2 separate regions of the Ovis aries genome follow, and region 1 is linked to region 2. Evidence: chromatin contacts called from public Hi-C data. All regions are on one chromosome and are shown on one strand. The core of a region is the stretch at or near the end of the contact, and the rest is flanking DNA. Distances in the headings are between cores, read along the strand shown.

What was found. Hi-C and Micro-C count contacts between places; a contact is called where the count stands out from the background.
Region 1: a Hi-C map of liver shows a contact between it and region 2, with 2.8 times the contacts expected there. The contact joins the enhancer-like site here to the promoter of BIRC2 in region 2. A contact is called at or near these places in 7 of 16 Hi-C or Micro-C datasets (blood, liver, muscle and 2 more).

What each region holds. Positions count from the first base shown.
Region 1 is chr15:6,109,849-6,115,681 of ARS-UI_Ramb_v3.0, forward strand. No RefSeq gene overlaps it. Among named protein-coding and RNA genes, the nearest start is that of BIRC3, 17 kb to the left of the region's middle. Within about 2 kb of position 2,748, at least 9 of the 54 cell types and tissues checked have an H3K27ac peak or open chromatin away from gene starts, as enhancers often do. A contact at or near this core is called in liver, where this site is marked.
Region 2 is chr15:6,042,423-6,048,694 of ARS-UI_Ramb_v3.0, forward strand. BIRC2 (baculoviral IAP repeat containing 2) reads right to left here and starts at 4,264. Exons shown (of 8, transcript XM_012095319.5): 1 at 4,110-4,264; 2 at 308-2,436; 3 at 115-214. The coding sequence starts at 1,208.

The DNA of each region.
Region 1 (5,833 bases), core at 1,498-3,997, 66 kb after region 2:
CTCTTTGCAACCCCATGAACTGCAGCATACCAGGCTTCTATGTCCTTCACTATCTCCCTGAGTTTGCTCAAACTCATGTCCATCGAGTCAGTGATGCCATCCAACCATCTCATCCTCTTTTGCCTCCTTCTCCTTTTGCCCTCAATCTTTCCCAGCATCAGGGTCTTTTCCAATGAGTCTGCTTTTCACATTAGGTGGCCAAAGTATTGGAGCATCAGCATCAGTCCTTCCAATGAATATTCAGGCCATGATTTCCTTGAGGATTGACTGGTTTGATCTCCTTGTAGTCCAAAGGGACTCTCATCAGTCTATTCTTTCAAAATTCTTATAAATCCAGATTTTTAATGTAACAGCTGAAGCACCTGTATCATATAGAAACCAATTTTTTTTCATATTTAGTTGAAATTCTTTGACAGTCATAAAAAGTTCAAATATATCTATGCCATGAGTTTGACTTTTTAGACTATGAGTTGACAGTACTTCTTCATGAGTTTGGAAGTCCTCTGAGACTAAACATAACCAAAGTATTAAGCAGGCATGACTCATCCTAAGCACTTGAAATGTATTAAAGAAAGTTCTTCCAGTCTTTCCAATTCTGAATCAATTGATCTTTGATATTCTTGAAAAGGGCTTGTGACTTACAGATGATTGTTCAGTGGCTTTATTGAAGATATTTTGTTTTTTGTAAAATGTGATTTTTTTTTACTCCTTTCCTAGTAATTTTATAATATTTCCATAACTGAAATGGATTTCTTTTACCATGTTGCCATCTAAAAAATTAGTTTCTTTTTTGTGCAAGAGTCTAAGTCATTTAACATCTAGCTAAAGTTATAAGCTCACATTAAATATAATTTTTAAAAATTTTGTCAGATATTCATTTCTGATTTCTGATAACTAATTTAGTCTATTCTTTTCAAATTTTTTTGACTGTTAGAGGAAACTTATCAAATGTACCATGTTTTTTCTGCTAATGTCTGTAATATTGTCCGCTTCATCATCTTAAAGAAAACTTACACATCAAGCAAATAGCTTTTTCATTTTGTTTAACCCCAAAATCTGCAATTACCGTGCTTTGTGAAATTTGGGACACATTTTCTCTCAATTTTTTTTTTTCCTTTATTGCTTTGTTTGTGCGACTGGCTTCTCCATCTCCATTTGATTCTACATCAGTGCTAACTGCTGCTAAGTCACTTCAGTCGTGTCCAACTCTGTGAGACCCCATAGACGGCAGCCCACCTGGCTCCCCCGTCCCTGGGATTCTCCAGGCAAGAACACTGGAGTGGGTTGCCATTTCCTTCTCCAATGCGTGAAAGTGAAACGTGAAAGTCAAGTCGCTCAGTTGTGTCCAACTCTTAGTGATCCCATGCACTACAGCCTACCAGGCTCCTCTGTCCATGGGATTTTCCAGGCAAGAGTACTGGAGTGGGGTGCCATTGCCTTCTCCATCTACATCACTAGTATGCCCTAATTTTAAACTTAAAATTTTGTTTACACTTAACTTTAGAATAAGAACAAAAGCATAATTGTTTTAATTAAAATTATAAGTATTTCCATTTGATTACTATTTTCATAACTATCACTGTAACTTGTTCTCTGCATAAACATCCAATAATCTTGTTGCAATGTTACATCATTGTGTAGGAAAAATCACTTAAATAATTTTGTTTATACCAAGTAGATTGCTGATGTGTAAACATAGGCCCACTCGAGGCACACTCGAGTATCACAAAAACATCTTACATGATTTGTTAAAGTGAAACATAGTCCTCTCAGAACAATGGGGTTGTACTTAATGAGAACATTTTTACTTTGGTTCAGTTTTTAAATTCTAAAATAAATGAGTTTAAATTAAACTGAAATTAACAATCTAGTTCCGCAGTGGACATTTCAAATGCTCAGGAGCCCACGTGGTTAGTGCCCACTAAATTTGACCCTACAAATTTACACCATACTTGCTTGGTCCTGGCCTGCTTTTATTTATTTTTATTTTTTTGGCAGAGCCCCACGGCTTGCAGAATCTTATTTCCCCTACCAGGAATTGAAGTCAGGCCCACAGCAGTGAAAATGCCAGATCCTGACCACCGGACTGCCAGGGAATTCCAGGCCTGACTTGCTTCTGAACCCCAGCTGTGACCCTCTATTTGCTCTGCCTTAGACTCTGTCTCTCCTGATGGACGTTAATTAGCTTGCCTGCATCTCACAGCCCCTCACTGCACTCATCTAAATTGGACAATCAAGTTTATGCTTCAGCTTTTGGTCCCATTCTCTGGCAGCAGCTACTTGGTGAATATTTCTCCCAGTCTGAATCCCATGGAGGGAGGAGGGAATAAGATGGTCTAAACGTTAGTAAGAAGAAAACAGAGGTCAACATAGTGAGGAGGCTATAGAAAGCAAGTAGCCACTCTGAATAATTCTTGTTTCTTGTTTCAGACACATGACCTTAAAAACTTGCAGAACATATTACTTAACTATTGATATAATTATTTTTGAAAATCACAAAATAGTGGACAAACTGGAAATGAGCTAAGATTTCTAATTTTCAGAAAAGGGAAGGAAGGGACTTCTGCAGACAGTTGACAGAGTAAATAAATGTAATAGCCATCTGAAGCAAAATTCTATTATGAATTAGTCAAAGTGGTGTGTAAGCTTTAAGAAAATGAAGAAGTGCTCACCATGAGAGAGTCTGCAATCATAAGGAAAGATCTGGGCCTGGCACGCCCACTTCCTGTTTTGATAAGCTCTGACTTGTAGCAGTTGTCTGAATCTATATCTTTGTGGCAAATGAACAGCATCTGGCTGGATGAGGGTATATGTGGTGTTGATTTGTATCTGACGTTCAGTCCAACTTGATGTTTGTCAAACAGACATTTTTCCCTCCCTGCAGATTTTAATGATATCTTGGAGCCTGATCTCAAATTTTTTCTTTGCAAATTTACAGTGAATACAGTGAAGAATAGATTGGCTGAAAATACTGCCCATCATTTTTATAAGCAGCAGAAATCTAGGATTGATACCTGTAAAATCAAAATAGTCTTAGATCTTCAGCTCTCAGCAGGTGAGATTTGTAGTGTAAATGACCCACTTTGGGCATAAAATAGCTTAAGAATAGAATTGCAGAGCTGTGGTTTGTAGTGTAGCCTGTGTTAACCTGATCATCCCAATGTAGGACGGAATATGAGGGCTGTATAGTTTCTGGGAAGTGGGATGCGATAAAGGCAGCCTCCAGTTAGTGTAGTTGCTGGAATTCTAGACCCATGCAAATCACTTCCCCTGGGCAGCTTCTGGGTGGCTTCCCTCCTCCCAGGAGCCAACAAAGATCCCGTCAGTAGCTGGCATGGCTCTGGTATTGCTGCCTTGTGGCTTCTGACCCTGCCAGGGGTCCTGGCTGCTGTTATTGCTGCCACTTCTGCTGGGCACTGTCCCGCAGCTTGTCTGCCCCACACCCTCCCCCCCAGTACACAGACCAATGCTTGGCACACAGAACACACTTCATACGTATTTGTTAGATGAATGAATGAATGAAAATGTCAGCTTAATACAAAGAACTTAGTAACCACAAGTGTTTTTCTAAATGGAAAGGACTTCCCCCAAAAGCACTGAGTTTCCCATGACTTGAGCGATATCTGCTGGTCTGGAATATTGGGCAACACATTCAGCTGCTAATCGGAAGCAGGGAGGAAACCGGAAGAAAGGCTATATTTGCGTGTAATGTGACCACTACAGGGTTTCAGATATAACTGTAGTTGAATTTTTCACAAGTGCAACTGATTTCTCTCTCCATTCCCCAACTCTCTTCCCATTTGTGAATTTCTCTCCCTCTCTAGCTCGCACTTGCAGGGACCCATGCTCTGTCTCTCTCTCAAACACACACACACACACACACACACACACACACACACACACACACTTTTATGTAATCTGGATGCTGCTACCTGCTCCCTTGAGATCTAGATTGCCTTGAGCCCAAGTTTCATGGCCCAGGGTTATTCAAGATTTCTATGAGTTTCTGGAAATTCATGTGCTTTCATACCCCCAGCGCCCTCCCCCCAAATCCTGCATGTACACATGCCCTCTCTGTCCAACCAGCATCACACAGAGGTGGAACCTATCCTTTTCATCATTCTCCCCAAAGTACACAGTCTTTACAGAATCACTGGGGTCCACCCTGTCACCGACTGCCCAGAACAGCTTTCGTGAGGTCCCGTGAGACACACTTCCACCAGCCCTCCATCCAGCCTTTTCCTCCTACCTCCCTCATTTCTCTTCACCTTCCTCACTCTTCCCTTCACTCTTTCCCTCGTCTCTTCTCCTGCCCTCAACTTCTCCCCTCACCCATCTTTCCTCTACACTGAAAAGCACCAAATTCCTTTGTTCTATAAAGTATTGATCCAATGGACACTCACCATTTACCCAAACATTTACCTAAGTGTCTTTGTTCCAAACAAAAACAATTCCTTATGTACCAAGAGCTGTGGGATAAATGGTCAATATGATTTTTTTAATTGCCTTCTGTTACACCTGCAGCAAATTTTGAGCTCTTATTATTTGCCAGACTTAATAATGTTTAATTTTTACAGCATGGATTGACACCAAGAAATGTAGTGTTAGGCTTAATCCATAAATGCTAAGTGAATTCTTGTTTAGAATATTCTGAAAATTAGGCATTAAAAAGATCTGGCCACTAAACTTTCTGGGTAAAGGGGAGCTGACTTACTATACGTAGCATGAAAGTGTTAGTCATTCAGTCAGGTCCAACTCTTTGCAAACCTATAGACTGTAGCCCACCAGGCTCCTCTATCCATGGCATTCTCCAGGCAAGAATACTAAAGAGGGTTGCCATTTCCTTCTCCAGGGATCTTCCCAACCCAGGGACTGAACCTGGATCTATTGCCTTGCAAGCAGATTCTTTACCATCTGAGACTAAATCCAGTTCCCTCCTCCCCCATGTGAATCATCTTTTTAAAAATTTATTGTCTTTTCTGATTATAACGCTAATACGTTTGTACTCATAAAATTATAAACTATGAACAGGTAGGATAACGATGATGACAGCTGACATATGTTGCGTATGTACTGTGTGCTCAACACTCTTCTAAGGGCTTCATACGGATCACCATGGAGTAGCATCGCCTCTGTTTGTTACTGATGAGACTGAGAGGCACAGGGTAGTTACACTGGTTTCCCAAGATCACACCACCAAAATATAATAGCGAATAATCATGTCATCCAGATGCAATCATCATTTTGGAGAGTTATTTTCGATGCTTTTCTATCATTAAATCCTTTAAATGATATTTTGAATCACTATTTTGTAACATGCCTGTTATATGTAACTTTATTACAGACATGTAACTTTATTGCATGATAGATTTCCATGACAATAAACAAACATTTATACCATTTTTATGATTACACAGTGAAGTACCACAATATAGCCATTATACAGTATTTTAAACACTGTTGAGGTGAACATTCATTCACTTTCTATTCACTTGGTCTGATATTTTACCTTGACACAAAATTCAAGAAGCACTGTCAGTGAGTCATTTCAACAGATCAAGAGTACATGTGGGCTGACTTTATTTAAAGGACTAAGAGATAGGTTTTTTTACTTTTTTAATGTATGTCTTCTTTGTATTCCTTTTCTAAATTGAACACTAATAACATTTATAACTGTTTTCCCAGTTGAGCAAAAAACCAAACCTTTATATTCTGTCTTTTCCAGTCAAACTATTAGTTAATTCTTCAAAAGTAAGCACAATACGTTTTACCTTGGGCTCGCCCGGCTTCTTCACGTTTGTGACACTTGAAACACTCAACAATGAACTTTGGT
Region 2 (6,272 bases), core at 3,014-5,513:
CTCTAATGGTATAAAGAAGCTTTCTTATACTGAAATGTAAACTTAAAATACACAAACATGCCTACATCTTTTACACACAGAGTTGTATATACAAATACCTTTCAAAACAATTACCTTGGAAACCATTTGGCGTGTTCTACCCATGGGTCATCTCCAGATTCCCAACACCTTAAGCCACCATCACAACAAAAGCACTTGACATCATCATTGCGACCTAAAGAAAACACAAGAATAACTGAATACACACGTGTTCTAATATATTAATCAAAATGAACTAGATAAAACATACAGCTATACATTCTCTTACCTACATAATAGAAACCAGCACTTGCAAGCTGCTCGGGCTGAACTGGTACAGTAGATGGCCAGTACATAAATGTTCTCAGGCGAGCTGCATGTGTCTGCATACTCAAATTGGAAATGCTGAACCTCAGCGTTCCCAGAGAATTTTCCAAAAATGGACAGTTGGGAAAATTTCTCTGGTGTTCTAACATAGCATCATCCTTTGGTTCCCAGTTATTTAGCGTCCCACCACAGGCAAAACAGGCTACCCTGTCTCCAGGTCCTATATAATAAAAGCCAGCTCTTGTCAATTCTGACGGTGACAGAAAGGTTAATGGCCACATTTGATAAGTAAGAAATCTCGCTTCTTCAGTACTCATGGCATAACTGTAGGGGTTAGTCCTCAGTGGGGAAAAGTCTTCGACTGCTCGAGAATTAATAGGGTTTGGTGAAAGGTTGGAATAAGAACCACTGAATGATCTACCATGTTCCAAAGTGGGTGATAATGAGTGAGTAAAACTGTTTCTCATTGGAGAAGAAGCATTCTTAGAAGTGGATTCCAGACTAGTAACAGAAACTAGATTCTGAACAAAGCTACAGCTCGGATACAGTTGTTTATGCTTCTCAATAGGATTGTCTCCTTGTTTCCAGTTATCCAGCATCAGGCCACAACAGAAGCATTTGACCTTGTCATTCACACCAGTATAATAAAAACCAGCACGAGCAAGACTCCTTTCTGAGACAGGAACACCGGTGGGGAAAGTTGAATATGTAGACATTCGGTAGAGCTCACATGAAAAGTCGTATGTCATTTTTTGTTTGTTGCCACTTGTCCAATTTGACAAGACTGTGCTATCTTCCATCACACTCTTAATTTTTCGATACGAGGGATCCAGGACAAGTCTTTGGGAGGTAGTTTTGTGCATGAGTGATTTTTACTTTTTGACAGCAAAAATCCTTTACATGAAATTTTTCTTCTCTTCACATTAGATTTTTTTTTTTACCATAAAAAAGAATCAAATGATGGGCTCCTACTTACATAAAATTCACTACACCTTCTTTACTGGATTTACATCTGAATTTACACTCAGGTAGGATGACTCTCTCTCCTATATTATCAAAATACTATTTAATACTCTTTAGGACTATATTAACTCAAGTGCTATCTCTGTTCACTATTTGGTATAATACTAAACAGACTGAAAGAAGTTGAGACACTTTTGAAAATATGTTAACACTCCTTGATTTTTCAAGGAAGTTTATATTCCCAAAATTCTAAACAAAGACACAATACTTATGCCTTTTATTTGCTTTTGGTTACAAATTACAAAGCCTGGATATCAAGCCAATTAATGGCCATCCTACAAGAGAAAAAAACTATATGCAGACTTCTTTCCCTCCAAGCACTTTAATATATTTTTTATAAAAAAATCTTTTATTCTAGTAAACAATAAGTCTTCATATGGTCACATTATCTAAAGGCTAATTTCACATAGCTTATCATCATAGTATTTACTTAAGAAAGTTAAAGTAGCTTCAGTTAACAATTTTGGAGGATGTCAACACCTACAAGCATTGCTGAACCTAAATCTGTTATACTGTGCACGATGTTAAAACTCACCAGCTGCTAACTCATCTTTGTTAATACTGTCTATATTTGTTTTCATTTTCTGCAGCATTAATATTATGTTGTCTTTCTTCCTAACTTTGCATACCACTTTATTATATTTGGTCAACTGAAGGTATTGTCTCCATAAACTTAACTAGTTAACCATAAAGTTTCTACAGCAGAACCTTTTTACATAACTTGTCTTTCATTTAAGAATCATGCACTTATAATATCACTCATTTTGTATTTAAAGGTAAATCAAGTTTATCAAGATACAGCTTGACTGTTCTAGTATTATCACAAATGCCTAACAAGATACTCTACCACCAACACTGCTCATGCATAATATGCCACTAATTCTACTAGCAGCAGCAGCCTTGTTTCTGAAAACCCTTCATATTTTAAAAGTATAAGTCATACACAAAATTACACTCTGCAGAATTCAAACTATATCCCTTTATAAAGTTTCTGGGTGTCCATAATGGGATTTATTACTGCAGGGGAAAAAATAAGGGGGAAAAACGTAGATCTTCAGGGCTGTAAATCTGAAAAGGAAAAACAAAGGCTATTTTAGAAAACTGCATTTTCACCGTGAATACAATTTATATATTTCTTTCAACTTATTCAATAAATTCTAAAAGTGATTTACTTTAGATAATACATCTTAAATTTCAGCAATTTGTCACCAAAACTAATTAGAAAATCTCTTTATCAAAATAAATGCAATATATTGCCAATAGCATTAAATATGCATTTCTTTTAACGTACAACTTTGAAGAAAGATGGACACAGAAACCTATTTTGTTCTTGGTCTCCTCTCTTCCTCTGGTGACAACTTTAATACATACTTTAAGGGTAATATCTCTGGCAGTTTGCTAGAGGCAAAGGGGCACTAGTGCTGAAAGAGAGGGCACCCATCAGCAACAGTGCAGCAGTTATTTAGACGATTTAATACACACAACCCATTCCAGTATTGCCTGGAAAATTCCATGGACAGAGCAGCTTAGCGGGCTACAGCCTCTGGGGTCGCAAAGAATCGGACACGAGTGCGCGCTCACAATGTTCTTTATTCTTTAATACCAAGTTTCTCCAGAACTCGGAAAACTCACCAGTGAGAGTAAAATGTGTCAGGAACTCATTAATACATGATGACCCTTTAACTCTACAACGCCCTACAACGCCCTTACAATCCAAAGGAGCAGCCACAGAAAGTAGCTCAAAAACAACACACCCCACAACGGCTCTGTGAAACACTGGCCTTGGGAATGCGACCCCTTGCAAGAGACAGGAAAAAAGACACAGATGTGTATAACGGACTTTTGGACTCAGAGAGAGAGGGAGAGGGTGGGATGATTTGGGAGAATGGCATTCTAACATGTATACTTTCATGTAAGAATTGAATCGCCAGTCTATGTCTGACGCAGGATGCAGCATGCTTGGGGCTGGTGCATGGGATGACCCAGAGAGATGTTATGGGGAGGGAGGTGGGAGGGGGGTTCATGTTTGGGAACGCATGTAAGAATTAAAGATTTTAAAATTAAAAAATAAAAAAATAAAAATTAAAAAATAAATAAAATATTTGAGTTAAAACTAAAAAAAAAAAAGAAAAGAAAGCTTCTGTTACACCAGAACTTGGCGTTCTGTCTTAAAAGACTTTTGTCCACAGCCACCCTACAGTGGTTTGCCCTCTTAAAGCAAACTTGTGGCTTCGGGGGTTGAGGCCGAGAGACAGACTGCAAGGGAAAAGAAGGGAAACCGGAGTTTTAATTTCCCAGCGCTATTTCTCACAACACAGTGGACCACGAAAGTGGCAGAGCGCGGCTGGAGCGATCTAAAACAGGAGACCCCGCTCCCACAGACTGTTCTCCTTCTAAACAAAACACCACCGAGGGCTAAGTTTAAAACCCTGCAGAAGCTTGACCAACATCTTGGGCTGAGTCCAACGGCCACAAAAGTGGGCGGCGGCCAGCGGAGGCTTGCCAACAGGTCAATTTAAAAAATTTACTTTCGACTGCAACTTTTGGAGTTGGGGCTTCCGAATGAAACAGAATCTGCGAGAGGAGACCGGAGAGCTCGCCGCGATCCCCCAGCTCCCGGCCGATAGGCCCCGGCCCAGTCATCCCAATCCTCCCAACTGCAGCTGCAGGGAAGCGAGCCCCACAGGCCCGCGCGCCCCACGCCGCCTCGCACCGCAGGGCCCGGAAGGAGCTGCACTCACCGCGAGGCCGACGCAGCAAACGCGGAAACGGCTTAGCCTCCCGGAGCCTCCTCAGCCCCTTGAACAACGACACCGGCAGAAGGGGGCGGCCGGGTGCCTGGGCTCCAGCGCGCCACAGGCTCCCCGCCCGCGCGAGGCCCACGCCGACGCCCGCTGACGTCAGCGCGCCGGCCGGGATCACGTCACGCAGCCCGAGGGCGCCGGGGTGGCTGAGGGCGGAAGTGCGGGTCTGGCGCGGCTCGGGGAGTGCGCGCGGGCGGGAGGGCGCGGCCATAGGTCAGCTGGCGGGGGCTACGAGCCGGGCCTCAGCTTGGTAATCGGACCTTTCATCTCGCGGCGTGGGCACTTTTGACGTTTCTTTCCCTCGCCGTTCCTGACCTTCTCCTGAAGGGCACGTGACGAAGCGCGAGCCGCGGGAAGCCCTGCAGAAACGCCCCCGTTCCGGCGAAGCGCCTCTCCCCGGCGTCGCGCGTTCGGGGTCGCGTCAGCGCGGGTGACCACGTCCCGGGGTGGAGGCAACCTGCCGGCGTTTGGGCTTCCATTAAATGAATAGTTGTAACGGTCTCAGCGGCTGCGTAACGTCAACCTTCGACAGCTGGCCGTGGAAATGGAAAAAAAGTGTTGGACGGCAGAACAGCATCAGAGAATAAATTTTATAATCAGACACTGTATCTTTTATTTTTAAACATTTGTTTTTCTGTCCTGGAGGCGGAATAACTGACGAAAATGTTCTAATTTCAGAAAGTCATCACGAGCAACAGGAACCACGTTTCAGACTAGGCCTCACTCCTTTTTTTAATCTGAATGTGGCTAGAATGGAATGTATACATTCATATGGTCGCCATTCGTGTCTGATTCTTCGCAACCCTATGGACTGTAACACAGCAGGCCTGCCTGTCCCTCACCATCTCCGCAGAGTTTGCCCAAGTTCATGTCCATTGAGTTGGTGATGCTACCCAACCGTCTCATCCTCTGTGGCGCTTTTCTTCTGCCCTCAACCCTAAGATCAGGCAGGGTCTTTTCCAATGAGTGGGTACATTCATACGCATGTATATGTTAGTCGTGAAGGAACCACAGAGGAGCCTTTATCAATGACGTTTATATAGTTAAGTGACATGTTGGTATAGTTAAATGATAAACAAAAATCGTAAATAACAAAATCTTGGTTTGCTCCCCTCTCTAGCAGTGTGTGAACACAGTGGCATACAGTAAATATTTGCTATATTGCAGCAAGGGAATTTTTTAGTTTATGTTTTGTGAAGACTCTCTTTGTGAATGATATCAGATGATTTCTTCTCTCAGGGGAACCCCAGGGGGGGCAAATATTTCAAAAACTTCCAAATAAGCTACTTAATTAGGCAGCCGGGGGAATTCCAAAACCCTGAACCATTTCCCATTTCCTGTCCCTGTCATTTCTGCCTGCCAGTCAATCACAGAACAGCAAGGCTTCTGTTCAAGTGTTAGTAGTAAAAAGAAAGTATTCATAACAGATTGTGATACAGAGAAAAGAAATGCCGTGACTCCCAATGACTAAAAACTTCGAAATATGCACATGAGTTCAGTATTTAGTTCAAGTTACAATTTCTCTGAAAGTTACCCAACTTTCTTTTTATGTGTGGGAAAATAAATATAGCAAGAACTGTTCATTCTGGATTCAAGACTATTTCTCATTTTCAATTCTTGTCCTAACCAAAACAGTATAAGGGAAAATTCGTATTTCAAAAACTGAAAGTCCATAGACATTTCCAAAAAAAAAACCTGTGTAATAACATTCAGGTATAATAACTGTAACTTTAACCATGTATAACCTTGTGCTGCTGCTGCTAAGTCACTTCAGTCATGTCCGGCTCTGTGCGACCCCATAGACAGCCGCCCACCAGGCTCCCCTGTTCCTCAGATTCTCTAGGAAAGAATACTGGAGTGAGTTGCCATTGTCTTCTCCAGTATAACCTTGTAGTTGAATGTTAAATTTATTGTTGCCCACTTACTCAGTTAATCTTTTTAATATTTACAGTGTAGAATTGCTGGTGCTTTTTTAAAATAAGGTGTGTATTTCTACTGAGGTTGCTATCCTAATAGTTTTCACATATATGTCAACAACATATTTACAGGATCCAAGACAATTGTGAAGAATATAAGATTGAAGGGACTTATCCATGAGAT